6 separate regions of the Mus musculus genome follow, and regions 1, 2, 4, 5 and 6 are each linked to region 3. The links are chromatin contacts, called in public HiCAR-type, HiChIP or PLAC-seq and promoter capture Hi-C maps. All regions are on one chromosome and are shown on one strand. Each heading gives the region's core, a stretch centred on a gene start, on an enhancer-like site or on the middle of the called end of the contact. The rest is flanking DNA. Distances are from core to core; before and after follow the strand shown. Region 1 holds the start of Soga3 (SOGA family member 3). Region 2 holds the start of Themis (thymocyte selection associated). Region 3 holds the start of L3mbtl3 (L3MBTL3 histone methyl-lysine binding protein). Region 4 holds the start of Rps12 (ribosomal protein S12). Region 5 holds the start of Echdc1 (enoyl Coenzyme A hydratase domain containing 1). Region 6 holds the start of Stx7 (syntaxin 7).

Region 1 (4,802 bases), core at 1,374-3,873, 2.8 Mb after region 3:
CCACATGTGTAGCAAAGTATGGCCTTGTCGAACATCAATGGAAGGAGAGTCCCTTGGTCCTGTGAAGGCTTAATGCCCCATGAAGGAGAATGCCAGGATAGGGAGGTGGGAATGGGTGGGTGGGTGGAGGAACACGGGGTGGGGGGATGGGATAGGGTCTTTCAGGAGGTGAAACTGGGAAAGGAGATAGTATTTAAAATGTAAATAAATAAAATATCCAATAAAAGAAGAAAAGATGATTCATTATTACAAGTAAACAATAAAAGGTCAGTTGGTAACCTATTTCTGAAACAGCAAAAATAATTCCAAAGCCTTTCTGGACTATGAAGAAATCTGCAAACTCATCTTTGGTGTTTGCTTAATAGAAAGTACATATTTTTCAAATGTTTTCTTATTCTTATTTTATGTGTGTCCATATATGGGTGCCAGGTGTATGTAATGCCATCAAAAGAGCCTGTCACGTCCCCTGAAACTGGTTTTGTAGCAAGTCATAAGCTGTTCTGTGAGAGCAGCAACTGAACTTAAGAACTCAAAATTTCTCCAGCCCCATGCAGAAGTGTAATTTTTAACCAGTAAATAATGGGATAACCAAAACACGACTCTAATTAAAAACCTTTAGTTTAAAGGCTTGACAGCATTGTTTCCATTCATCCCATATTGCAATGGCTTATAGCACTGAGACTGCACAATCCTAAGGTAGAAAACTACCCTTTTGGGCATATGAACTCTGATGTAAGCATTCTTGATTTTATTAGATGTTCATAGAATAAAAGATACTGTTTGCATGGAAATAAACACTGAAATGGATATGTCTAAGCAAGTTCTTAGGCAAGCAGAACTGTTTTTATGCTTCTAGATTACTTGTGTAAGAATGCTTTATTTATAAAGATTGGCCTAAGAGATATTTTATGCATTTTATTAATTTTCATTGAGTGGGATATATGAATCTTAATATTCTTTTTAAAAATATTGCAATTTAGATAGTTGTGTGTGGTGCTCCACAACTTCAATTCTTGTATTCAGGACGCAGATGCATTTGAGATCATCCATCCTGGGCTCCAGGTTACCCCTTGCTACATACAAAGACCTGCATCAAAAGGAAAGAAGTGTGCGTGTGCGCACACACATACATACACACACACACACACACACAGAGTACTGCAACTTACATTGTGGTACATAATGAGGAACTGTTGAACACAAACTCAAAATAGCTTGTGACATTGTGACTTCATTTTGTTATTCTAATCAACGATGCAAGTCCTATCATAGATATCACAGGATTCACTATTCTGGCTTTCCACGTATTCAAGAATAAGAACAATATCTCCGTTACCTCAACTGTTGCCAGTATGTTTGAGCCTTCTCAGCACAGAGATGATTTCTCTACTTTCTTTGTATCCCCAGCACCTTGGACAGTGCTGGCCACAAACCACTCCATAGCAACAGTTTGACAGCCTAAATTATTTCCTTGTGATAACATAAGCGATGTCACTGGGGGTATACATTACCTGGGCTTAAATATGCTCTCATTTCGCTACTTCTGTGCAATTTACTCCAAATAGCCATTTCACTTTTAAGACAGGATTTAGTTTAAAATGAAGTCTCGCTCTAAAATTAACGCTAGGCTAGAAACTGTTGAAGAATATCTAAGTCTTTGTCCTTACAAAATCACCACAATAAAGTAAGAGAAGTTTAATGTCTCAAATTTTTCCTTTAAAAACAGGTTTATATATTCTGACCTGCAAACTTACAAGGGGATTTCTATGGGTTAAAGTAAGTCACTCGAGCCTACTCTCCTGAAATAAAATTGGAAGGAAAAAGAACAAAATTCCCCTCAAACATTAGGAGTATTATTACTGTGAATCAATATGGATAAATGTAAACTGGAAACGCATTTTTCTTAATTCATTGTCAGATCAGACGATTCTTTATTGATACATTTGTTCTGACTACTATTACTCACGTGCACAACAGTAAAAAAAAAAATGGATCTCAGAAATTACCAGTTTGTTTTCACTGAAGAAATTGGCCTTTAGCGAGGAGAGGGGAAAATATGGTGCCCAGTGCTACTGAGATGCACTTAAAACATCCCTGGAAGCACATATTTATTCAGTTTGCCCTAAATTAGTCATTTCTCCTTATCTCCTCAAGAACCCTTTGTCTGTGGGACAGCGGGTCTGACGAGCATTGTCTATTCGCGGAAAAGCCATCCCAGGACTCCGCCCGAGCTGGGGGTGGGGAAGGAGCCGCGCATGGAGAGACTGACTGAGCATTAAAGTGAGTGAACAAAGAGAAGTACCGGAAGCGCGCGCCAGCGCCTCTAAGAGCTGCGTCTAGAGACTCCGCTGGGTCAGGCTGAGGGTGCAGGATGCTCCAACCGGCTTCCCAAGGAAAAGAGCTCAAGTAAATAATTGATGGAGATTGATCGGACCTGAGACAAAGCTTTGCAGGAAGCCAAGGCATCCGATTTTAAGCGGTCTTGGAGTCTTCTGCCAAATACAGGAAATGGAAATGGAGAGAGGAATTTGATGAGCCAGGCTGAATAATTCTGCATCTCGGGCGTGGCTCTTGCCTTTTTGTCTTTCTGCCTCCCACCCGCTACCCTGGTTCCCCATCCTTCTCTTTCTTCTTTAAGCAACCACTCCGGTTACTTCTCTCCTGTCTTCCCTTCAATCCCGCCCTCTTTCCAGCCCAGTCCGGTGAGGTCAGCTCATGAATACCGCTGCACTTCCTGGGGAAGAGTCTGGCACTGCTTGGCACCCCGGGTATTGCCTGCTGCATTTGCAGCCCAGCCAGCCAAGCACCGCCGGCTAGGAGTCAACTCCCAGAGCTCTAAGTCTTTGTGGTTGTCGCCTTTGTTCGGAGAAACAGAGTGGGTGTGGATCCCGTGCAAGCAAGCGCGCCCAGAAGAAATTCGCCTATAACACTACGGAAGCTGGGAAGTTGAACTTTCTCTGAAAGGTAGAAAAATAAAGTCGGAGGTCTCCGGCTTCCTGGAAGCAAAAGCCACTGCAGAGAAGTGAGATCTTCTGGATTTCTAAAGACACGAAGAGAAACGGGGTGGGTCCTGGGACAGATAGGATTTGAGATGAAAAGGGTTGATTTGGTCCTTACTATCATTGCTTGGATGGATATTGCCACTGGAGAAACTGTGAGATACATTACCTTATTACTTTGTCAGGGAACAAGTGACAGACACTAGGTTCCTTAGATTGTGGAACTAATTAATGAAACCCAAGCTTTCGTTGAGGTTATAGTCTGGGCGGGTGAGGCTTCAGCTGGTGACTTTCTGAGTTCCCGCGTGGTTCTACTTGGTTAAATATAACATTGCATTGTCAGTACAATTAAGCTGGGTGGCCCACTTTAGTCTGACCCACGGTAAAGTAGGCCAGACTTTTTAGCAGAGGGTAACTTTGGTTTTCCTTCTGAAGTAATCATTGTTTATTTTTGTATTACAAAGGGAGTTGAAAAGAGATTACAGAGGGAGAAAGGAAGGTGGAGGAGTTTTGGGTGCCTTTCCGTTATGAAAGGACAAATGATTACATCCTCAATTGAGATACTTACAACAGACAATAAGAGTAATAATGGGAAACCATGTCTCCTAAAAGCTCTCTCTCTCTCTCCCTCTCTCTCTCTCTCTCTCCCTCCCTCTCTCTCTCTCTCTCTCCCTCTCTCTCTCTCTCTCTCTCTGTGTGTGTGTGTGTGTGTGTGTGTGTGCGCGCGTGCGTGTGTGTGCGTGTGTGTGTGTGTGTGTGTGTGTGTGTGTGTGTGTGTGACCTTCCTCTGCTTTACCAGTAAAGGTAAATGAGGTTCTTGGAAAGGGGCCAAATGAACTAGCTGTCTGAACCACTAGCAAGGAAAATCCACAGGTCTTTTCTGTCCTCTGGATTAAAATGGTATGTTTATACTGGAAAGCTAACACAATGTATCTTACCGCCCTAAAGGAAGACAAACAGCCTTTTGGTTAAATAGTGTTCCATGGTTCTGTTTCAGAATTTGGCTCCATAGGAATGTCTGAGCATTTTAACATTTTTAAATTTAGGTTTTATTTTATGCATATGGGTGTTTTGCCTGCATGCATATTTGTGTACCACATATGGGTCTGGTGCCCAGGGATGACAGAAGAGTGTATCAGGTTCCCTGAAACTGAAGTTACAGAGAGCTTAGAGATGTCACCTGAGTGCTTGGAGCAGACCCTGTGTCCTCTGAAAGAGCAGCCAATGTAATTAACCACTCTGCTATTTCTCTAGTGGGCATTTTAAAACTTCTACTCAGTCTATTATATACTATCTAAGGAGATGGTTCAGAATAAAACTGTTTTCTATGTTGTACTTGCAACTCAGTCCACCTTAAGTGCAGAACAGGAAGAAGCGAGGACAAATTCGCCATTAAAAACTTCGCAGCCTGTAGATAAAGCTGTTCATCAAATTTTTCAACAAGTATTTTTAAGCTGCTAAAATAATCTCTTTTGGGTTGTCAATGACTGAATCTTATAACTAATTCTTAATAGCAGCTTTTTCTTGAGCTTGGGGTTGATTCATATTCATTCTTTACAGTGTGTGTGTGTGTGTGTGTGTGTGTGTGTTCCATTCTAAAGAAAGTTGGCTAAAATTCTCTGAAGACAACATTAAGGGCTGGGGATGAGTGGGAAAAGTGTCATTTATCCAGGGAAAATCTTCTCTAGGATCTTACATTATAGCCTTATTTCTTTAACTGACAATTAGGAATACTAATTTAATACCCCCCCCACACACACACACACACACTAAACTAGGTTTAAAATACAGATTTGGAGTCAG
Region 2 (4,475 bases), core at 1,276-3,775, 2.3 Mb after region 3:
ATTCCATTTCGATTTACAGAAGATATATAGATTTCAAATGTTTGTGTCCAATCTATTATTCTTTTCCTGTAAGACTTCAAGTAATTCTTGAGAGCAAGTCTTCTAAATCCTCATTCACACTCATAATCTTTGGACTTTGGCTTTTTTATAATTAATTAATTAATTAATTAATTATTATTTTTTAACACTCCCTCTCACAATCCCTCCCTCACCACTTAACTTTGGATTTTTTTACATGTAAATTTATGTTTAAAATTTATCTTCATTTCATTTTCTTTCACGGGATGTTTTGAAACTATCTTTTCTTTCAGGTATTTAACAATAGTTAGTTAAATACATCTTTCTTCCTCACTGGCATGAAATTCTACCTTCTGCAAACTGGAAACTGTAATATACAGTCTCTTTACTTCTGAACTCCCATTGGTCTGACTTTGAGTAAGCCAATCGTTCCTGTTACTGACTGAACTTCAGTAATTCATTTTACCATGCTTCAGCTCAGAGATAGTAATGATTTGAGATAAGATGGCAGCAATGGCAATACAGGACAAGGTCAGAGGAGTGGCCTTGAGGACTGTCACTCATAGAGCTTGAGGGATTTGGAAGCTGTAGAAAATGTCTGTTCACATACAACTTTAGGCCTTCTGGCTTTGCACTCTCAAAGATGGGAGAGTCATTAATTTTATGATTGAGGATATAGGAGAAACAGATTCTGAGATACAAGAAGGATCTCTGTGTTAAAAGCAGAAGCAGGGACATACTGGATCTGTATAAATATCTGATGATATAGTGAATTCTTCTAGTGTTGGCTGCAAGGATAGAAACTTGAGTTATAAGTTAAAGATTTCAGATGAAATCCAGCATTGATTACATACCAAATAAACTTACTGCAGCACTAACTCTAAAAATGTATGATTTTTCAAGAGGCAGCCCTTTCCATATTCTAAAATCCTATGAAATATGCCAGGAGGCTACAAATAGTGTTTTCAGTCAAGTGAGAGGCCCAGACTTAGGTAAGAATGAGACAGAAGCTACATTTATCAAGCTTGGGAGATTTAGGGGACAAAAATGTTTCAAGGGATTACATAAAAGTTACTAGTGAAAATCACTTGAAGAATTTCCCACATTAACCCTAAGTTTGCCTAGAATGAAGGCTAGCAAATTGTTACAAGGGCTGAACATGACTCTGAAGAGCTTTAAGCATTTAGCATTTGGTAGATGCTCTATCATGATCAAGCAATTTGTCCAGAATCCAGCCTGAGAATGAACAACTTTTCATCATAGTTCATCTTTATCAACTTCAACCAATCTTCCTTTATTTATCTACAAAACATAGACAGTCTCACTTTAAATTGCAAGTATAACCTCTAAGATGATGTTTGAATTAAGTACAAAGAATAGGAAGCATAAAAATTTAAAACCAACCAACCAACCAAACAAACAAACAAACAAAACCCTAGCACCACCACAACAAAACTCCGATGTAAGGCAGAGGTGGTGACACATGCCTGTAATCCTAAGACAGAGGCAAGGAGGACTGGCATGTGTTTGAGCCCAGCCTGATATCCTAAGGAAAATTTTGTTTAAAAGAAACAAAAATCAAAATAAACAGAAAGATTGGTTTTGATGTATAAAAATTAGTTTCACAAGGTTTCTGTTATTTATTTATTTATTTATTTATTTATTTATTTATGGCTTTGAGCATTTTTCAACTTATGTTTAGATCATAAGAGCAAATTTATAGACTTCGGGGCTTGTGCAGTTTATTTATTTATGTTTTTAAATCTACATTTAAAAGGAGAGCTTCAAAGAGGAAGCAAACATTTAAATATATGTCTTATAAGTAGTTCTTTCTCTTCCTTTTTTCCTTTCTTCCTTTCTTCCTTCCTTCCTTTCTTCCTTCCTTCCTTCCTTCCTTTCTTTCTTTCTTTCTTTCTTTCTTTCTCTCTCTCTCTCTCTCTCTCTCTCTCTCTCTTTCTTTCTTTCTTTGGTTTTGTTGCTTTATTTTTATTTTATTTTATTAATTAATTTACTTTTGCTTTAAATACTTTCCTTCTCAGTGCAGAGACCAGAAAGTTCCCATCAATTTACTCTATTAATTCCTGAGTCACTTTTCATGTAACACCTCCTCCCTCCCTTTAAACTTCAGCAAAAATTTTAATGTGTAAAGATAAAAGGTGGTTTCTATGTGTCCTCAGAGTATCAGATTTCTAAAAACAGCTGACAACAGCTTCTTTTGTAACCAAGTTTAATGTAAAAGCACAATGAGTATGCAAAGCTAGAACCCAGATGCAGAGAGGCAACAAACTGATATAGTGCCATATTTAAGGTAAGACACTGTGCCTGCATTCTGGCCATGTCCAGTGTTCATGCCACAGGCCACTCTGTTTCATCACAATTTTGCCACTGCTGTGGATGCACAAGAACCAGCAACTTGCCAACCTCATTACTTTGGGTAGTGTCAGTTCAGACAAACACACCCCACCCCCATGTGTTTCTACTTCAGTGTCAGAAGGAAATGCAGCCGCAGGGAGAACAAAAAGAGCTTTACCCACTGTCTCCTGCCTATTCTCAAGTTCTTCCGCTGCTTGAGCTGTTTGCCCTGGGCTTGGCTTTCCTGTGACCTCCCTGCACCAGGTAGAAACTGAAGACCAGCTACTGCAGACAAGTACCTCCCCACCTTAGGGCTGTCCTACCCCGATTGGCTCCCATTTCACATTCTGCCTGTGTGGGCAATTATGAGCAAAGACAGAACGGTAGACAATTGACATCTAGAAACCACAAGGTCTTGTAAAAGATCAGGTCTATATACCACCGAAGACACAACAATGGCTTTATCTCTGGAAGAATTTGTCTACTCCCTTGACCTGAGGACCCTCCCCAGGGTCCTAGAAATCCAGTCAGGCATCTACTTTGAAGGTAAGTATTTTTCTAATTCTTTAATTTGATAGAATGTTCTTATAAAGTCTCTTGGAAATTTGTGGGAGAGGTTTTAGTAAGAAATACGTGGAAGGCTGTGTGTATAGTTCAGTGATTCGATACTTAGTTCAAACATATACACACCCAGCAAACAAAGTGCAAGTTGTCTGAAGGAAAGTTGAACACAGACACACACACACACACACACACACACACACACACACACACACACACATCCCAGCTGGTGAAGAAAGAAGAAACTAAGGCTTTAAGAAAGGTGGAGTGGAACTTTGTGAATTGCCATTTGCCATTTTTTTTCTTGGTAAGCATTCGACAAGTCTGCACAAAGGATGTTCTGTCTCTGCCCTACTCTTTGAAATTAATTGCCATCAGGTAAAAAAGTTTAATGTTGCTGACTATTGTTTTTAAACTATTAAAAACAGCAACATCAAAACAAAAACCCAAACACTATCAAGCTTGTTTTGTGTTTTGTTTCACCCAAAATGATTGCACCTATCAAGGGCACAGTCTTACAATGAATGCTGCCAAGTTCGGACTTCTAAGCTTGCCTTGTACTTGTAATCCTCTCTTCCTGCTCTACAAACTCCTTAAATGGTGGGAACTTTTATTTAAAGGTAAAGAAATTAGTGCCTATTGACTGTAGAGTATCTTTTAAGATTTGTGTTGAAAAGGTAAATTTTAATGAGGATTGTTGAATACTAAGCTGGTGAATTTTGGTGTAACTTACTGTAGTGTGTAAAATCCCCTAATATGAACGATACTAACATTTTAAAGTTAGTTTGGCCTGGATGGTGGTGGTACAGCTCTTTGATCCCAGCACTCAGGAGGCAGAGGCAGGTGGATTTCTATGAGTTCAAGCTAGCCTGGTCAACAGAGCAAATTCCAGGACAGCCAGTGCTACAGAAAGAAGCCCTGTCTCTAAACAAAACAAAACAAAACAAAACAAAACAAAACAAAACAAAACAAAACAAACCTTTTAAGTTTGGTTACATATAAGGTTCTCAAAATATTTCCTAGTTGGATATCAATTTTTGCTTACAAAAAGGGGAAAATTAAAGCCAATCAAAAAAAAACTGGGTCTAGTCAAATTACTAGGGAGAATGGTTGGCATGTGAGCTTTCCCACTCACAGTCTGTCCCATGGTTAGATTTCCAATTTTTGGACTTTTCACTGTAGTGGAATTGCACAAATCGTTCAGTTCTTTTTTCCATTTGAAGTACAATAGTCAATAAGTCATATGGAATATTAAACACTTGGTAACATAAAATAGGCATCTTGTCAAATGATTTCACTCACTGTGACTAGTACATGGTCTGCACACAATTAGGGTAGAGTAGGTTGAGCTGTGATTGTGCGGTGTTAGATGTATTGTATATATTTGAGAGTTTGGATGTTTTCAGTTCCCAGTGGGCTTTCGAGATGTAACCCTATCACAAATTAAAGAATATTTATTCAGTCTTACCTTACCAAAACAAAACAGGTTGACACATGCTACCTATATATTTACACACCCATAAGAGGTAATGGGTTGACAGTAC
Region 3 (4,700 bases), core at 14-2,513:
ATGGTAAACAGAAGACAAACTTTCTTATCTAGGGAGTGTCAATCTCAAATCTCAGAATAAAAAGCTTTGGTTTTCTTACTGTATGCAAGAAAGGATGGAAATCACAGGGTCCGCAAGCTTAGACGTCATTGTTCTCTGATTTACAAAACTTCTATTTCGGACTAGCATCCTTTCTCACATCTGGCTGCAACTCAGGTCTTCTAATTACTTCCACGTCTAAACGGACTGCATGTAGCTACAAGTAAAGGCCAAACTTTGGTCTTGTCTCTCGAACTTAAGATGCGTTTAACCACTAGAGGTCCCCCCTTGGCCAGTTTTGCAGGCTCACTATTTTGCTGCACTTGAAACTTTCCGGCTCTCTACTCGAGTCAGTGTTTTTCTAAAAACTTGCGCAAAAATCCACGCAACCGAGGTAGCCAGTACAGAGCTTCCCGGGCTCCCCACACCAATAAAGGCATCATAACCAACCACCTACGAAAATTGAAATGAAAATTCAACTCACTCATCCCAGGCGACGCACCTCCCCCCCCCCCCCACACACACACACACTCAAACCGGTTTCTTATTTCTCGTCTCAGTTTCCCTTAACTTAGAACAATTCTTTAACATCTATTTTTGTTCCTGGGCACTTTGGATGATCTTAAATGCATGCTTTTGGCGGTAGCCCCAAGGTGGCAAAGGAGCGGGCCAAGGGATGCAGAAGGCGGGGGGGATGGGCCCAGCAAACTGCGCCCGAGAAAGTTGCATAAGGAAAGAGACTCCGTTTTTCGGGTCCCCCCCCCCTAAAAAAACAAAAAAAAGAAGAAAAATAAATCAGCGGGGAAAGGAGAGGAAAAGGAAGCTGGGCGGTGGCTGCAGGAGGACAGAGAAGGAAAAACCAAAGCGAGTTTACCTTCGTGTCCCCGTGGAAGGGTGGGGCAAGAGCCCTGACCCACGCGACCCGGCAGTGCGGCTGGATCTCCCACCCGTTTGGTCGGAGCGCGGACGGACAGACAGACACCACGGCCGGACGCGAAGAAAGCCGCCACGCTGGTCAACTTTCTCTCACGGCCCCGCGGTGGGCCGTGATCGGATCAGATCCGATCGTGAGGTTCGGGTCCTAGAAACCCCCACACACATGCACTTTTTTGCCTTTTGGATTTTTTTTTCCTTTTCTCTTTTTCCCTTTTTCTATTCTCCCAAGAAGGCGATTAAAGTTTTCCCTCCGCCAGTGCGCCCCTGGCCCCGCCGCTCTCAAGTTTGCCTCCTCCTCCGGCCGGCGGCTGGCTGGCTGGCGGGGCGCGCGGCGGATGCCTCCGCTCCTGCGCTTCCCGATCCCCACCCCCGCCGGCCTCTACTTCCCCCGCCCCGCCGCCGCTGCGCGAGGCCGGCCCCGCCGGGCCCAGGACGCGAGCGTGGACCAGACAGTAGCCCATGAGCGCAGATCGGCGCACGCACGGGTGGCGAGGCGGACCCCGGCCGCCGGCCTCGGCCACCCGGGGCGGCGGTAAACAAGTTGCAGGCTCCACGGCCCCCGCCGCAGCCCGCCACCGCCTCGCCTCGCCTCGCTCGCACGCCCGCGCCCGCACCGGCGGCGCTGCGCGGAGAAGATCGCCGCGACGGTGCGGGTGCCCGGCCCGGCCCCGCGTCCTCCACCCCGCGGGGACGGCAGTGTCGAGCCCGCGCCGCCGCGTTCCCTAAAAGCACTTTCCTGCTTCCAGCAGGAGGAAAAAAAAAAAAAAAATCCAGCGGAGGCTTTATTTCTTTCTTCTTCTTCTTCTTCTTTTTTTTTTTCCGTGCAACTTTCCCAAAATGGCGGAAATTGGAGGCGATCTCTAGGAAATTCTCCCACAGTCGGCGGCGGGGAGCGGGGAGGTGGCGAGCGGGGAGAGCACACACGCAAACTCTCGGCCGCCGGCCCCGCCGCGGCTCGGGTGTGCGTGCGGGTGCGGGTGCGTGTGCGCGGTGCGAGTCGCGGAGGGAGGCCTCTCGGCGCGCGCTCACACTCACACCGACACACACTCACCGACACATACACAGACACACACAGCCACAGAGACACACACTCACACACACATACACACACACACACATACACACTCACACACATACACACACACACACACACACACACACACACACACACACGGCCGCGCCAGCGAGACGCGCCTCTGCCACATTCAACCAGTCGGTTCTCCGCAGCCGAGCTGGCTGGCGAGCAAAGTGGCCCGGCCTCTTTTCCCACTGCCTCGGTCTCCCGTACTTGGACTTGTCGCGCTCGCCCGCCCGCCCGCTCGCTCGCCCGCCCGCCCGCTCGCTCACCCGGTGCGCGCTCGGCACAAAGGCCACACGGGCGGAGGGGGCCGCAGGGGCGGCGCGCCGGGGCTCGCGTCCTCCCGCCGCCGCACCGATCGTGCCCGCGGTCCCCTCCCGAAGCCGCCCCCTCCCCCCCTTAGGCTCAGGCCGACCGCGCTCGGCGCCCCCGGGGAGGCTGCGGCTCCGCCGCGTTTCCCCCCCACCGCCGCCCCGGACTCGCAGCCCCGCGGTGCCGCGCTCCCCCCCCCCCCCCCAGCGCCGCCACCCAGCACCCGGTGTCAAAAAAGCGACCAAAGTGACAAGCTCCGGGCGGGGGGAGGGGGCCCACACGCATCCCGCTGCCTGCGCGCGGGCGACGGCCGAACGCGGCCGCCTTGGCCCGCTCCCTTCCGCACGGCCCCCCACACCCTTCCCCGTGTGCGCGCAAAGGAGGAAAAAATACAAGTCTCTCCTCCCCCCATTTTTTCCTTTCTCTTTTCTCGCTCTTTTGTTCCTCTTTCGCACTCGCACTCACTACTTCAGAGTGAGATGCCCACAGACTCCCCCTCCAGCCGCTTCCGAGTCACTTGCCCACTTTTTTTCCCCGGGATTAAGTTTTCTCCTCTTTCCCAGAGGCGCAGAGAAGTGGGGGAGAAACCCCTTCTTTCCTTCCCCTCCCCTGATCTCTTTCCCAAGACGAGGGTGCGCTTCCTTCCCTCTCTAGGTCTCAGAACTTTCATCCTCACCCAGAAAAAAATCAATGAATGGCTCTGGCGCAGGCTGATCTGCAGATTAATTAGAGATTAGATCTGATCAAGCGCTCCTTACCCCCAAATTTTCTCTCTTTTTTTTTTCTCCGTCTCACGAGTAGTCCTGACAAATGGTCCAGGGCTGCGGGCGCAGTGCGCATGTGCGCGTAGAGTCAGGGCTGGGGAGAGGGGAAACTGCGCTGGTGCCGGTGCCGCCGCCGCCGCCGCTGCCGAGGAGGCTCGCACTGCCTTCCCTCTGACTGCTGCTGCGCCTTCGCCGCTGGAAAGCCGCGATTGAGCGGCTCGGCCGCCTCGGCCGCCCGCACACAACTGCTTCAGGTGCATCTCTCCGCGATCCTTGTCGCTGCTCCGAGCTGCTTCAAAGAACGGCCCAAACAAATGTGAAAGACCGAGAAGGTTATAGATTTCTTTGTCTGCTTTTGCACTTTACTTTTTTTCTACAGCAATTTGCAGAGCAGCGAATCCACCATGTGCTGCTTAAACGTGTGCATTCAGCCATTAAAGAGTGGGCCCTGGACTTACACCACTGCTACCAGGGGCTAGATCCATGCCACAGGTCAAGAATAAAATGGGAAATAAAGTTCTTCGCTTGTACAGAGTTTCATTTGCCCTTTTCGGGACTGGAAGAATGCATAATAAAGTCTGAAACTTGCGCGTTCTTTCCGCATCCTAAATGAGATTTGTATTGACAGCTTCTGTGGGTTAGGCCTCTGTTGTAAGGGATGCTGGGAGTTCTACCTCAACTTAGAAATCCCTGGTAGAGTGCCTAGGCAATAAGAGAGGACTGCCCGCTTAATGTACTCAGTCAAGATGGCTGAGCTGCTTAAATAGCAAACCCTGCCTTTGTCAGTTCGTCAAATCTGAATCAAGCCATTATTGTATTTGATATTGGCAGTTTTCTGTTTACGGACTGCAAGCTGACTTCGGGGGAGTTTACAGTTCCTCTTTTCTACAAGGTTCAGGGGAGGGAGGGGGCAGACAAGATAATTCAAAGTAATTAAACTTGTGATAAATACTTCAGGCCAACAGGAGAGTTTGCTGTGAAAGGAAAAAAGCACTAACGCAAGCCCTGCACTTCTTCGAAAGGGAAAGCAGTGGGGAAGTAAAGGAGGATCCGCCCCCAGCCTGGACTGTTTGCTTTGCATCTAATAAAGGGTACAGGGGCCTTTCCCTGCTACTGTTGCCTGAGGCCTAGGACTTAAATATATATCACAGATGGAAATTCCATATTAAAAAGCCTTCCTCCAAAATGTAAGATTATTCTTGATTAAAATTTTTTTTTCACTTAAGGAATGGTCCTTGCACTAGTTTCAGAAAATAGACTCTTAAATTCTCTCTTCAGGCCCGTGAAATTGCCGCAGAGAAGCAGACCATCTATTGCTTCCATTACTGTAGAGGCCAGCTCTCAAACCCCAAATCGAGGCATGTGACTTGCCATGTGTTTCAGAACTCAGGTGCTAACTCACAGTGCAGTTTAGATGAGTTCATAAAATAAGCTTCGTGCATTGGGCAGCAAGCAGCTTAGGGGTGTGCAACAGAGAAGGTCCAGTTAGTGAGAGCTCAGATAAGCTCAGACCACCACCTCAGGACTGATTTCACGCATTATGTTTAACCTGCTTCCGGGTTGTGCCAGGACGACTTCATTAGCAGACAGTA
Region 4 (4,786 bases), core at 1,673-4,172, 2.6 Mb before region 3:
TCCCATTCCCTTGGAGACATCTTGAACATGGTGCCAGCCTTAGCCTCCTACCCTCTGCTGACAGACTGCACACACCTCAAATATTCCCACAAGTCATTGGGAGGTGCTTACTGCCAAATCTAACCTGAGCTTGATGCTTGAACATCCCAAGTTGACTCCAGAAGTTATTGTTAGCACACTTGTAGCTGGTCTAGTTCTTTTCTGAAGGTCTTGAGTTTCTTGCTTTATCTAAAAAAAGGCTAACAGCTTATGGATACACTATACCATCAAATAGTTTCCTTGACACATTTCCTAAAACCAGACACTTTGAAAGCAAAACTACAACTGATATTTTTAACTGTCACTAAGTGCTAGCAACAGAAGGTTCATGCAAACTGTCCCATAACGCTGCTTAAGAATCCCTCATCACTACAGATTTCTAAGCCTTTCTAACCAACTAGAACACTAGAAAATTAGGACTTGGATGCAAACAGGGTTCAGAAATTTAAGCATGTCTACATTTACCCCTGGGGAACCTGAGTCCCAAATCTTCCCCCACACTTAACCCTCTAATCCATCTTTCTACCCCAATCTAACCTTGTACCGTTATTACCAACCCTGGATATCTACTCAGTGTAATTTACCTCTCAACCTGTCATGGCATGTAACCAGAAATTTTAGCAATTATCTATAGTTCTGGCTGCCCAGTGTGCCTAATTCTGAGGCCTGTGTTCTCCAGTTTAAAGCTTTGATGCGTCTCCTTTGTCCATCAAAAATACTAAGCCCAAAGCCCAATTTTAGTTGTGTATGTAGCCTTGGCAGTCATTTACCCAACGAAAATAGTAAGAGCAGACAGGTACTTCCAATCCACTATCACCTGAGTAAGCACATCCCATTTTATACCAGCAAACAAGAAATACAAGAGAAAAATCAGCCAAAATTTATTTATTTCTTGCACTTGAAGTATTCCTCGATGACATCCTTGGCCTGAGATTCTTTGCCATAGTCCTTAAAAAAATTAAATGCGAATTACTTTCAGTATTAAATTCCGATCAGCTATTTGATTCAGTCTTCCCAATAATACTGTAGCCACTTTCAGGGACCTTAAAGGCTTCAGCTGCCCCTAAGGCTCGTACCATGGCATTAATATTGCCAGCCCTTTCTAAATTTCTGCAGAAACATTGAGATAAGCAGATTAATTGGCTGGCTTTCAAATGATGGCTTATCTTTACAGAAGGTTTAAATCTTGTCTTTAAAACTTGTTTCCACTAAAGGGCCATCAACATTTTAAAGAGAAAAGCAAGACTTACCTTAACCACTACGCAACTGCAACCAACCACCTTCCGTGGTTTGCCCTCTCGATCGATTTTACAGAGGCCTACCCATTCCCCTAGTTTCTTGTTGTCATCAACCTATCAAAGACAAAAGCAATTACTAACAAGGATTGAAACTAGTAAAAGCTGACCCTCAACATTCCCAGGGTGGCTGTTTCAGGAGGGTGACGTGCAGTTTCCTCAGCGAGATTCAGAAGAGGGAGACTGTTTTCATCATGTACAGCCCACGTGAAAATCATCAAAACTACCATGCAAGTTAGTGCTGGTGCCTGTGGCTCAACACCATTATCACTAAGGCTTACCTTTATCAGGTTGATTTGGTGCTCAGCACAAAGTGCCTCCACCAGCTTGACATACATGGGCTCATCACAGTTGGATGCGAGCACACACAGATGGGCTTGGCGCCTAAAATGCAAAACTCAAAGGTGAAACCTTCAAGGGTCTTCACTGTGCTAGTAAACCTGACCACACAGGATTTACTGTACCAAACTGCAGACTAGCCATTCACTTTCCCTGTACAAACTTAGATACCAATACCACACATTATAATAGGAAACCTATTTATGGCCAAAGGAAACTATGACCACTTTCAGGGTATTTCCAACTTGAAAGCTGATCCAAAGCAGTCCTGTGCAGGAAGCACTGTAAATATTCACAACAGCATCCAAAATCACCTGACTTTACCTCAAACAGTAGAATACACGTGCATAAGCCTAATAAACCATGCATGTTCTCAAGTCTCCCGGATATAGCTAGATTTCCCCGACACCACAATATTGTCGTTTAAGTATTTGCAAACTAAATAATGATGCCCCCCCCTTTTCCATCTTCTAGCAAAACTACCGGACTATCTATCCCCACGAGCTACAGGTTTGTCAGACTAGCTGTTTCTCACCCATGAACGGGGTGAAGGGGTATCCGACAATTCAAGTCATCATGCAAACACTGTAGCTTTACAAAACTACTGCTCGTCATCCCCGATCCACACAGCAACCCACACATCCTAAGTGGGCTAGAGTTGATACCTTTTCCTAGGTTTCCTGCTGGCCGGATGACATTCAGAACTTTTGTGCTAACAGCATGAACTTCACGCTCTCTTCCCTTGGCTGCTGCAGTCTTTGTTCCGGCTGCAACACCCCACAGTATTGAGACTGAGACACGTACTTGTCTAAGGCTTTGGCAGCTTCGCGTATGCCACGTGCTAGGCCATCGTGGATGAGGGCGGTCTTCAGCACCTCTTGTAGAGCAGTGTTGACGTCCATTACACCTCCAGCAGCTATGCTGGAATGCAGACAGAGACGTTAGGACCCTCGGCAGGCTAGGGATGGGGAACTAGCATGGAGAAAAGCCCAGACCAGCGCCGCCCGCGGGAGGCCCACGCCCCACTCGCTCACCCTTCCTCGGCCATGGCGGTGAATCACGGGTGACGCCGAATCTTGAACGCACTGAAAGACAAAACATCAGTAAATCGCCCGTTAAGACCCAAGTACTTCACTTTTGAAGCCAAGGCGCAGTAGACACGCTATCGCCGGCGCACGAGCTGGGATCACACTCACCCCGAGCTTCCGCCTCCGCGCAAGTCGGCGGCGGCAGGGGAAAAGGCCGGCGGTGGCCGCATGACGGTATTTAAGCGCTCCGCTCGACTTCTGTGCGCATGTGCAACTCCTCCCACTAAAGAGGTGGCTCCGGTGGTGCCGTGCCTTAGGAGTTTCCACTTCCGCCTTTAGGAGCGTCCGTGGTAAGAACGCGGCTGGATTTCTAGCAGGCATCGCAGCGGGCAGCCTTTGCCCAGGGGGCGTGGACCACAGAGGTCCCACGATCCGCTCCTACGGAACACGAGAGGAGCCAAACTACTGCCGTTTTCTTCGCTGCTGAATTACTTTGTTTTAAGCAGTTTTTCCACGTCTTATCGTGAAGTTTCCTGTTGCCAATACTGGCCGATTAGGCTGAGTGTGTCCACATTTTGGTCCTTTGGTTTTTAGCCTCTCTGAGTGGCTGTGATTTGTGTATGATCACAAACCCCACTGCTTTGCAACGTGTTTAAGCAGACCTTGCGGCCAGGTCAGATCCCGGTCTGAATGCAACCGGTTCTGAATGAACATTTAGGTAATGACCCTAGTTTTTTTCCCGAGTCGCAGCTTCGCAGACACTGGATCCCTGAGGTACATGTTAAACTCTCACTGTGGATCTGTCACTAAATTCCACCGAGGATTCGGCTACCAGGAGTGGAACTCCAGAATCTTAAAGCCAGTTCCCGCCTACGCCGACAAATGCATTTTAATTTCGAAGGAATCACTCGCTCTTCTACTTCCAAAGCAAATACACAAGACATCTCTCTCAGAAGATATCCCCGAAGCCAACCAGAGCTTCTGATGGCCAACCTGGTGGATACAGTGATCATTGTCGGGCTCATGAATTTCATGAGGATATAAGAAAGTTGATGGAAGTTTTAGCTTTTCCAATAAACGTTTGGGTTTCACCCCTAAAGCCTCATGCTTGCTTCCTTACCCCTGCAATTCAAAAAAGTATTTAATAGGTGGTTAGTTTCTGTGGGCGTATTTCTGCCAGTGTCTATGGTGCTGTTTTAAAGATGAGAGACGGCGGACACTTAAAAGTCTGCATTTTAAAAGATAAAGCTAGTATTTTAGCCAAAGAGTAACATACCAGAATGCCACGGTGCTGGGGAGTGGAGATGATGTGGGAACGCAGGGGATTTGGAGTTTATGGCAGCATTTAAAAGAGGTTTTAACTAGAGTTCCAGCCAGGTAAGTGCAGGAAGAATATTCAGACAGGAAGAGAGAGCAGGAAGGCACACGTGCCTTTTGGCTGTTTTGGAAGTGATTTTGAAACATTACACAGTCGGAAAAGAATGTGGTTAAGTAGAGTTTAAGTAGTTTCCTTAGTATAAGGCTATTAAAAGTTAATGTGTCAAACCATACATAAGTTGCAAGACTTTCATCCCAGCACCTGAGAAGCAGAGGCAGGTGGATAGCTGTGAGTTCCAGGCTACCAGGAAGACAATGTCTAAAGCAAAAAAAGGAAAACATTTAAGTGTTAAGCATATTAGAGTTCTCTTCCCGGAAGAAAAGTCTCACAGAAGAGACTAGATGGTAAAATTGGAAAATAACTACTGCATTTAAATACTAAGAAGAAACAGCTGAGTCCTTTCAGCTTGGTGCCTAAGTTTTAGTGCTGCTTCCAACACAGTAGCAACCAGCTCAGACTCTCCACACCTTTGATGTCAGCTCTCTGTCCTAATAGTCCACCCTAATGAATGCCTTTCTGTCAGCAGTAAGCACCCCCTTTTAACAACTGGAGCCCCTCCCCCCTTAAATCTTGATTGTGTAATAATTTTAATACCCAAAGGGAAGTTATTTTCCATGTGATGAGGATTTTTGTTTTAGATAAAGATTCTCTTATTTCACACACTCTTTAAGAGTAGCCTCTCAATTTTAGGTCTTGGCAAAGGTGGC
Region 5 (4,701 bases), core at 823-3,322, 2.9 Mb after region 3:
AGTGTTCAGTTTTTTTTCTCTATCCCAAATTCCTAAGATGCTTTTAAATTCTTTTTAACTTTTTCTCCATTTTACCCATTCCATTTCAACTTGCTGGTAAATTGTTTGAGAAGTGGCAACTCATGAAATACTTGGAAAATTGACAAAGGACAGGGTAGTATAATATCTAGATTACATAGGAGTCGACTTAGTAAAGAGAGTAGCAAACAGTTACACAAGAAGAACAAAGGCTTCCAATACTGGACAGCTGCCCAGGACACAATAAACACATCCAATCAAGGAGAAAAGTGGCAAATGACTTCTGTCAAGTCACTATTGTCAAGAGGTTTTTCTGTTTAACACTCTAACAGTGTATACTGCTTACTACATAAGAAAGAAAATCAGGCTGGCCAAAAGAAAAACTGAAAAGATCTAAATCATAATGTCCGGTATATTCTGGCAATAGGATCCTGGAGTTTTGCCTTAGTGGCTTTACTAGATACTCCTTTCTCCTAAAGCCTGATTTCCTGGTTATTACTCAACCCATTTACATCAGATTTTAGAAATAAGCCTTCCTAGCAACAAATAAAAATTAGTGTGTGGCTTCTCGACTGAGGAAGTTCAACAGGGAGAACTGGGACAAAAGTCTCTGGAAACAACCACAGGGAACACTGACGAGTCTGCAAGGCCAGTTGCCTGATTAAAGCCTTCAGTGTTTGTGTAGAGGCTGGAATGTGACAGGTCCAGGGTCACATGATAATTTATCTTGGACCATCATTAGCTTAATAGTCATTTGCTACCACCTCTCTGTGACCTAACAATTTAATGGTCCCTGGGTAAGTCTTTTGGAACAGACAAACTAATAGCTTCCACCAGTAGAACTGCTAAGGATGCGGTCAACTATAATTTGAGAGCTACAGATTCTGAGACCTAAGATCTGAGACTTAAAATCTCCTTGTTCCTTTCACCCCATGCTTTCACATTCCCATCAGTGTATTTGGAAAATAATTTTTGTTGGTCTGTTACCCTAACACCTTCATATTGGAACAAAGAACTGGGGATAACCCAAACCTCACTTATATTTGGCTTTAGAATAAACTCTCTGCCTTTTGAAAAATACTAGAATTAAACACTTCTAGTAACGATTTCTTCCTACCAGTTCAGCTAACCTAGGCTTATTAATTCTTCCTTATTAAACACACCTTTGTATTATAAACTGGTCACCATTTCTGCCCTACTGCTTTGCCACATTATATCCATCCCACCAGAAAACATGTTTTTATTTCTTTGATCATTATGTATGATAACTGCAGAAGTCTATGAACACCAGAGTGCCATCCAAAGCAAGGTACAGAGCTGACAAAACTGACCCCCTCTGGACACCCATCTTTCTTTTCTCCCCTTTCCTTCCGTTTTTAAAAACAAAAACATTTTGCTTCGAGTCTTTAAAGAGCACATGACATAGTCGTGTCACAAAACCTGCTAAGTATTTTTTGACAAACGATAAAATACTGCCCCCAGCAGCTCTTAAATCCAAGAAGGCTCAGCGCTCTTTAACTTTCTCTCGCCTTCTTGTCTTATCGTTCCCTTTTTTCATTTGCAGCCAATTGGGGTACGAAGTATTTGGGTGGCCTCCTTTCCCTTGTCTGAACCCTAAACCAAGGAGATGTCAACCACGGAAAAAAACCTGAGCTCCCTGCTCTAGCTTACAGCAGTTGAGGTGAAAGTTCCAGACATGAAGAGTCTGATGGGGAGGGGCGGGACTTCCGGGTCGCCAGAGTTCCTTCAGCTAACTCAGGAGCTCTGGCCAAAGGATCCCGGGGAGCATACCAGGAGCGGAAACAGGCCCGGAGCGGTGTGGAAGCCGGAAGAGGCTCGCGCGCAGCGGAAGGTGGGGTGCGGGAAGAGGGTCTCAGGACACGGAAGCGCAAGTCAGAGCCAGGGGCTGCGGGCCGGCGGTAAGGCTGCGGCCAAGTGACAGGCCGCGGAGATGTCCCCTCCCCCTCGCCCCCTCGCCCCCCGCACCCTGGCCAGCGCGCTGTGGCGTGATTGGGTGGCGCGCCTTTGCGGGCCAATGCAGAGCGAGGGGGCGCGCGGCTGCGCACACGCTCACCGCGCAGGCGCACTGCCCTCTGCTGGCTCTGCACCGCAGCGCAGGCGCCGCCGCGCAGGTGGGCTCGTGAGTTCCTGCAGGTCTCTGGGAAATCCTGAGGCGTTGCAGAGAACGTGGGAAAATCCGCTAAATTGGCAGTTTCAAAGGATGAGAAGGTGTGAGGTCAATTCTAAGCCGATTTCTGAATATTTTGGAATCCCTTGTGAGAACCGAGGTAATGTTCCGTGGGATCTCTACCTGTGAGCTAAATGATCTTGCTTATTTCAAACTTTTCCTACATCTTTGTTTCGTGAAGCCAACTTTTTCAACAAGAAGAGCAACCCAACTTTGATGGGAGCAATTAAAGTTATCCTATTCTGTCTCCACTTTTATCAAATCTCAAGGAGTTATGAACACCTCACTAAGGACATCACCACACGTTAGCATTTCTTAATTTCCTAACTTCCACATCGGATTCTCTAACTTGTTATTGTTTCTTGTTCTCCGTGCTAGAGATGTGACCAAGACTGATCAAAGAGTTAGTTTGAAGAAATAGCTCCCTCATAGGAGCCTGACAGGTTAAAAAAAAAAAAAAAAAAGTGAAATCTTGGGGAGGGAAGAGGAAGATGGCAACAAGACAGGCTTGTTTTGTTTGTCTTTTTGACTTGAAAACCAATTAGTTGACAGCTAGCTGAGGCGCAAAGAGGATGTGCAACAAAGTGAATTAGAAGAAACCAGCTAGATGGTGAACTAGCCATGTGTTTTAAGAAAAATCTTGGAAATCCCCGTTTGCCAGGGACTGTTCTCAACACTTCGGATGCCTTCTTGGAAACTAAATTTACTAGGACGACTTGTCAGAACTAGAAGTTAATGATAGTGTTTGATGTGACCACAGCTGTTGGTAGTGGAGATGGATTTTATGTAGTCTGGGAACTTAGAGAAGATAACTTGAAATTACTGTCAGGAAAAAAAAAAAAAACAAAAAACAACCCTGTAACAGTATATGTGCTAAGATTTGGGATGACAAAAATCAATATTTGAGGAAATAAAAGTTCTTTTCTTTGGTTTGTGTGGGGAGAGGTGTAGGTGGTGTGTAATGTGAAAACTTGAGAAACAGGTTATATATTTCATTCAAAAGTACCTTATGATTTTTCTTTGTTTACTTATGCTAATTGTTTTAAATATGGAATTATGTTAGTTTTCTAGTATAATTTAAGGACTTTTAATGGAAGAACTAGCATGTAGAATTGGAGAGGGAAACCTTTGGTCCCAGATGGCCAGAGGTGCTTTGCAGTGGCTTGGCAGTGAGCATGTTCACCTGGAATGGTCTGTTTCCTGATAGAACAGCTGCTTTGCTGTCCTACCACATGACAAAATTTAGGATTTTTGTCCTGAAGAAATGTTTCTAACATTGTAACTCAGCCATTTTCATTACCTTGTGTTCCCAGGAATATAGCAAATATAATCTGTTTATGTGTGTCTGCTCTAAGACAACATTGAAATCTTAAACTCTACTTATATTTTCAGATACTACACTAATTCACCAATATCTAACATTCTTATCCTCTTAACACCCTAGCCATCATGTATCTTTTAAAAAGTTATTTTTAATTATGTATATAGGGGTGCGGTGGGCAGGTTATATGCACAAGAATGGGAGGTCAGAAGAAATCTGGGTCTCCTAGAGCTGGAGTTACTAGCTGGAAACCAAACTCAGGTTCTCTGGATCAGTAGTAAATGATTTTAACCATTGAGTTTGTGTATTTAAAATTGAGATGAAAGTATGCACAACAAACTATTAGCACATTGTTACAGTTGGATTTCCAATAGCAGGCTTGAGCTGTTCTTTGAATTACACTGGTACAGAAAGGAATCTGAAAGAAGAGCAGAAAAGAAGGTTCAGTGTTGAAAGAGAGATACAGAACAAAGGAAGAAGAGAAAAAATGGGAAATTAATAGAAAAATGGGCACATGTCATAATAGAAGCCTTTCTTGGAAAAGTGTCTATTTCTAATGATGCAAAGCAATGCATTACATAAATAAGTGTTCAGTGGTTTAAGGGTGAAGGGTCATGATCCGATACCATTTATACTAATCATACTCAATGATGGATGCTAGACAATATATCTAGGTAAAATAGGTAGACCCCCTTACCATAGATACATATATGTATATATAGGTGTATGTATGCAAATATATGGATATAGATTCTACTAACCTATAATAACTGTTAAAATGCCAATGATTTCTGAGCCTTAACTCTATATTTTATACTTTAATTTCCTGTTATTTTCCTAAACAAAGCATTATAAAAATACAGACAAATTAATATTCTTTAAATAGCCATCTAAATCATAATCAGGTTTTTGTAGCATTTTCGTTTGATGTTGTAACCAGTGTGGGAAAGATAAGAACTTTTGCTTCAAATTAATCTCCTATTTGAGTTATCTCTCTACTGAAACATACTCATGAGCAAACCAAACAATTTGCAGAGCACACATAGCCATATATATATATATATATATGTATGTATATATGTGTGTATATATATGTGTGTGTATATATATGTATGTGTATGTATATGTATATATATGTATGTGTATGTGTGTGTATATATGTATGTATATGTAT
Region 6 (4,438 bases), core at 248-2,747, 2.2 Mb before region 3:
TAGTTGTCTGGATCCGGTGGCAGGAAGGATTCAAGAGTCTGGACAGGACACTTAAGGCTTTGTTGTTCCTAATTACCTGTGTGACTTAGAAGTGTTTGGTGTTTCAGGTTCCTTAATCTGTATTATGAGGAAACAGAACCAGATTTTCTAAAAGGGACTCTGTAGCTTTAACAGCTAACATGACTTTCTATTAGAGGTTATTGCCTTGTCAAAGAATGATTTTTAAAAATAAAACAATTTTGAAAAAGGGAGAGATTTCAAAGAAAAACTTGAATTTCCTCTGTATCTTGGAAAACATACAATGTCACTATGATGGACTAATACTTCTAAAAGTTCACAGTGGAGATGATAGGTAGAACTCAGGGGTAGATCAACTACCTGAAATGTGAGGCCTTGGGTTTGATCCCTCATTCCTCAAAACAAAACCACAAACAACCCGGGACAATGATACAGGTCTGTACTCTGAACGATGAGGCAGGTTGCAAGTTCAAGGTCTACCTGGATTACAGAGTGAGTTCAAGGTTAATATCTGGGTAACCTGTGTAGACTTTGTTTCAAAAACAACAACAACAACAACAAAAACCACTGGAGATAGAGGACAGAGTGAAGGCCTCTCATGTCCAAGGACCTTGGTTCAATTTCCAGTGCTGGACAAAACAGCAAACCTCAACAGTTCACCATGGCCCGAGCTGAATCACATGACTTTAAATGAGTACATGTTCTTTGATCCACTGGGTGGATCCTACTGAGAAGACGCTGTGTTTGAGTCTGACCTAAGTCATCTACGTATGCTTGCAGGTGTAAAACCAACCAACATACAGTTTGCTCTGTGGTTCTGATTCACAATAGTATGGATTCCCCCTACCTCCACTTGAAGTCTATCGAACTTTTGGTATCATGTGTTTTCATGCTCTTTCCAGAAATAACACCATCTTAATTATAGGCAAATCCAAGGCAATCTATTCTAATTAATTTGGCAAAGTATTTCTTTCACATGAACAACTGATGTTTCTCATCCGAGAGGTCACATGCTTGAAGAGTTATTGTTGGAACAGTGTGTGCTCTTAAAGCCTGGGAAAACCACATCCTGTATTTCAAGGATGCGATACCAACTATGAGCCAGGAAAACATCTTTATCAAGTGGGCATTAGGAGATTATCTTTCATTTATCCTTCCGGGGCTTTAGCTAGGATTGCCTTGACATTTTTGCAGTGACATTTTAAAAATGGAGTTGTCAAGTCTACCACAGAGCTGAGGGTTAGGAAACAGAACCTTTAAAAGCTGAGAGTGCTCCCTCAGTCCAGGGAGTCTGGCGCCTCCGAATAAAGAACCCAGCTCTTCTCTATTGTATTGCTTCCTCTTCTGTTGCCCATAGACATCACTTTGTCACCCATCAGAGCTTGGCTCCCCAGCAATTTTGCCAGTCCCTCCAAGCTTCAGCTGTCACTGGCCAATGGGAGAGACGCAAGCCCCGCCTCCTCCTTCCTGGGGCTGTGCCCCGAGCATGCGCAGTGGGCGTGCTTGTGCCGCCGCCCATCAGCTGAGACCGGCTGCGCCAGGCAGTGGGCCCCCGGGTGACAGCGGCTGGAGGTGGCCGAGGAAGCCGGCGAGGTCAGGGTAAGAGGAGACTGCAGAGGCGGGGGAGAGGGGGGCGGGAGGGACACCTCAGAACTGCAGCTCGCTAGTGGTTGCTTTGGGGTGCGCAGAGCGGGGCTCCCCAGGGCGCAGGGCCGGCGCCTCCCTCTCGGGCTCCCACGCCCCGCTCCGGACTCCGGGACGCGACGTGCGAGCACCGGGGCGCGCGGCAATGGAGCCTTGGGGACCGGATACTACCGCCAGATCCTGGCAGGCTACGACCGTGTTCCCATTCTCTGTCAACTTCTCCTCCGAAGAACAGAAAGGGAAACGCGATGGGCCCTGGTCATCTGGCCACAGGTTCGTTCCGCGGCCCAGGGCCTTTGCTTGGCTGTTGGCCTTACTCACACAAGCTAACTTTCTTTGACCTACCTTGTGCTCGTTTCAATTGATTTATGCAAGACACATAACAAGGTAACAAGGTATTTCGAGAATTCGCATATGTGTTTTCTAGGTTAAATTCAGACCAAAAAAAAAAAAAAAGCTTGGACGAGGGTGGGAAGAGGAAGGAAGCTTTACAGTCAAATGCTAATTTTTCCTTATAGCTGTTAAAATTTTGCTTGCATTTTATATGCATATATCAATTTTTGATTGCGTCAGATCTCGTATTTTGTCAGGAATTATTATTTACAAGTTTTCCACAATCAGGAAAATAAAAGGAATTAACTGTGAAACACTGGTTTGGTCCTGTTGGAGGTAGGCATTTCTTTTAGGTGTACTCTGAGCCGCAGTGAACAGAGATTGATAACACTGTTAAATTGTGCCTTGTGGTGCCGATGGGTCTTCGGCTTTGCAAGCTGCTTTCGAAGTTGGCCCCCAGGCTTGTGACTAGTTAAGAACGAGGCTGTAGTTTCCCAGTGTCTGGGGAAGTTAATAGAACACAGTATTAACTCACTGACCTCTGGGTTCTTTTCCTTCAGCTAGCTCACTTCTTATGCTGCTCCTGATTAACAGTCGTTTCTAATTCTGATTATTATCCCAAGTTCATCCATACGCTGCTGGTGGAAAATTATGAATAATTATGTTGAGCTATATGCCACTAAATGGTGTGTGCACAAGGCCCTGGTTCAGTCCCCAGTACTGCAGGGAAATATTACCTCTATGTCTACTAGTACTGCTAGATAAAACTCCCACAGTTAAGTCTGTGTGGATTTTTCTCTGGTTCAGTGTAACTTGAAATATTAATGTGTGAAACTGTGGAGGAAAAAAAATCTTGGTTAATTAAGCTGAAACCAAACAGTGTAGCGTTTGGATTGATGAAGGAGCTGGGCAAAGATGCACTTGTGGACCGAATACTCATATGGAAGATTGAGCACCCTCATGATTGATTGTCTCCTATGATTCCTCTCCTGTTTGTTTTAGGAATTGAAAACAAAGAGTGTGAATGCTCCCATCTTCTAAGTATGATGCATCGCTTGAAGTAGAAGTTACATTGATAGAGACTTCTCATTTCAGACCTGGCATCTTTAGTGTGTGATAACACCTTACTGAGACAAAGAGCTAGTCCTCAAAGGGGCTGGGTGTGTATCATGGAAAGGGCCATCTACAGATAGAAAGGGACACTGAGAAAAGCCCAGGTAGCAATAAGCCTGAAACAGTATTTTAGAAATGTTTATATTTACTCTTAGGCTGGGCATGTGTTCATAGGAAATCGGTACACTTGTTCATTCAGACTTACAACATTTATTCAGGATCTACTTTGTAGCCAAGTACTTAGAGAATAGACTAAGTCCAAGATTTACACTCCCCCACACACCACACATACACACACACACAAACACACACATACACACAGCACACACACACACCATACACACACTCCACACGTACACACCACACCCCACACACACATATACACCACACACGCAATACACTGCACACACATACCACACACACTCACACACCATACACACACATCATACACACCACACACACACACACACACACACACACACACACACACACACACAAAAATTAAAACCTGGGGAACAAAGGAGGAAACTCATATTTTATGCTGGGCTTCATGATTAAGAAAGTGAAACTGACCATTTGATTTGAGCAGGCTAAATTTTAAGCCAGTGTCTGCTCAGAGGAAGTCTTCAAGATTCTACAGTATGTCCATTAGTAACTACAGGGTAGTGTTTTACATTCAAGACTCTGTATCAAAATCCCCTTTGTTCATTTTTAAATTGCCCTTTCCACACAGTCTTGAGACAGCGCTCACTATAGGTGTTACTGTTTGACTCTCCCGTCTCCTCTTTCACCTTAGTGTTTATCTTCATAAAAAGATAATTACTGAGCTGTTGAGTTGAACCCTGCCCAGTAGTACTTTCTGTGGGGGATGAAGGGAATATGTGAGCTGTCCCAGCTGCTGGCCACTGGCCACATACAGTTTCTTAGCACTTGAAAGGTGGCCGAGGTGGCCTTCTTCTACCTTAGTTCATTTTGATAGTTGTGTGCAGGCAGTGCAGGTGCACATGAGGAGTGATGTAATTATTTTGAGCAAAGACACTAGGACACAAATGCTTTGAGTATTGCAGCTCAAGCTAGGCAATGCAGATGGTTATAGAGTACAAACATTTTATAAGCATAGAGTTAATTAGCTCACATGTAAAAACAGACTTCAGAGCCATTTGTCAATAACTGTCTATAAACATAAGTGTTTATTTCTTTCCAACAAAGGTAACCACTGTCCTGGTTGTTCTGTGTTTTATCTGAAGAGCCAACTCTTATCTTTTAAACGTCATCATAGCCTAACAGGACAGAAAGGGAGAGTGCCACTCAGAAGTGTTACCTCCATCCA

Evidence for each region. Promoter capture Hi-C pulls out the DNA fragments that hold promoters and counts their contacts. HiCAR-type assays count read pairs that join an accessible place to other places. HiChIP or PLAC-seq counts read pairs in DNA pulled down with a chosen protein or histone mark.
Region 1: a HiCAR-type map of astrocytes shows a contact between it and region 3, with 5 times the contacts expected there. The contact joins the promoter of Soga3 here to the promoter of L3mbtl3 in region 3. A contact is called at or near these places in 2 of 39 promoter capture datasets (cranial neural crest and hippocampal neurons) and 2 of 115 datasets of contacts at active chromatin or transcription factors (astrocytes and forebrain).
Region 2: a promoter capture Hi-C map of hippocampal neurons shows a contact between it and region 3, with 2.8 times the contacts expected there. The contact joins the promoter of Themis here to the promoter of L3mbtl3 in region 3. A contact is called at or near these places in 3 of 39 promoter capture datasets (the 3T3-L1 cell line, 3T3-L1-derived adipocytes and hippocampal neurons) and 1 of 115 datasets of contacts at active chromatin or transcription factors (thymic regulatory T cells).
Region 4: a promoter capture Hi-C map of pre-B cells shows a contact between it and region 3, with 7 times the contacts expected there. The contact joins the promoter of Rps12 here to the promoter of L3mbtl3 in region 3. A contact is called at or near these places in 2 of 39 promoter capture datasets (the C10 cell line and pre-B cells), 2 of 115 datasets of contacts at active chromatin or transcription factors (astrocytes and large pre-B cells) and 2 of 9 other capture datasets (adipose tissue and liver).
Region 5: an H3K27ac HiChIP or PLAC-seq map of thymic regulatory T cells shows a contact between it and region 3, with 11 times the contacts expected there. The contact joins the promoter of Echdc1 here to the promoter of L3mbtl3 in region 3. A contact is called at or near these places in 2 of 39 promoter capture datasets (cranial neural crest and pre-B cells) and 3 of 115 datasets of contacts at active chromatin or transcription factors (astrocytes, embryonic limb bud and thymic regulatory T cells).
Region 6: a promoter capture Hi-C map of liver shows a contact between it and region 3, with 3 times the contacts expected there. The contact joins the promoter of Stx7 here to the promoter of L3mbtl3 in region 3. A contact is called at or near these places in 4 of 39 promoter capture datasets (hippocampal neurons, liver and pre-B cells) and 2 of 9 other capture datasets (adipose tissue and liver).

Annotation. Positions count from the first base shown.
Region 1 is chr10:29,141,373-29,146,174 of GRCm38.p6, forward strand. Soga3 (SOGA family member 3) reads left to right here and starts at 2,624. Exons shown (of 7, transcript NM_026138.2): 1 at 2,624-3,063.
Region 2 is chr10:28,665,835-28,670,309 of GRCm38.p6, forward strand. It overlaps Themis (thymocyte selection associated), which reads left to right and starts at 2,526. Exons shown (of 6, transcript NM_178666.6): 1 at 2,526-2,916. The coding sequence starts at 2,826.
Region 3 is chr10:26,372,809-26,377,508 of GRCm38.p6, forward strand. L3mbtl3 (L3MBTL3 histone methyl-lysine binding protein) reads right to left here and starts at 1,264. Exons shown (of 22, transcript NM_001359254.1): 1 at 893-1,264.
Region 4 is chr10:23,784,287-23,789,072 of GRCm38.p6, forward strand. Rps12 (ribosomal protein S12) reads right to left here and starts at 2,923. Exons shown (of 6, transcript NM_011295.6): 1 at 2,870-2,923; 2 at 2,708-2,758; 3 at 2,478-2,594; 4 at 1,616-1,718; 5 at 1,290-1,391; 6 at 897-987. The coding sequence starts at 2,721. The coding sequence ends at 925. LOC115487513 (a small nucleolar RNA gene) reads right to left here and starts at 2,257; the gene lies at 2,184-2,257. Snora33 (small nucleolar RNA, H/ACA box 33) reads right to left here and starts at 1,165; the gene lies at 1,061-1,165. It overlaps Snord100 (small nucleolar RNA, C/D box 100), which reads right to left and starts at 1,535; the gene lies at 1,468-1,535.
Region 5 is chr10:29,311,428-29,316,128 of GRCm38.p6, forward strand. It overlaps Echdc1 (enoyl Coenzyme A hydratase domain containing 1), which reads left to right and starts at 2,073. Exons shown (of 6, transcript NM_025855.4): 1 at 2,073-2,306. The coding sequence starts at 2,240. Gm46218 (a long non-coding RNA gene) reads right to left here and starts at 1,990. Exons shown (of 2, transcript XR_001779751.2): 1 at 1,810-1,990.
Region 6 is chr10:24,147,792-24,152,229 of GRCm38.p6, forward strand. It overlaps Stx7 (syntaxin 7), which reads left to right and starts at 1,498. Exons shown (of 10, transcript NM_001358563.1): 1 at 1,498-1,617.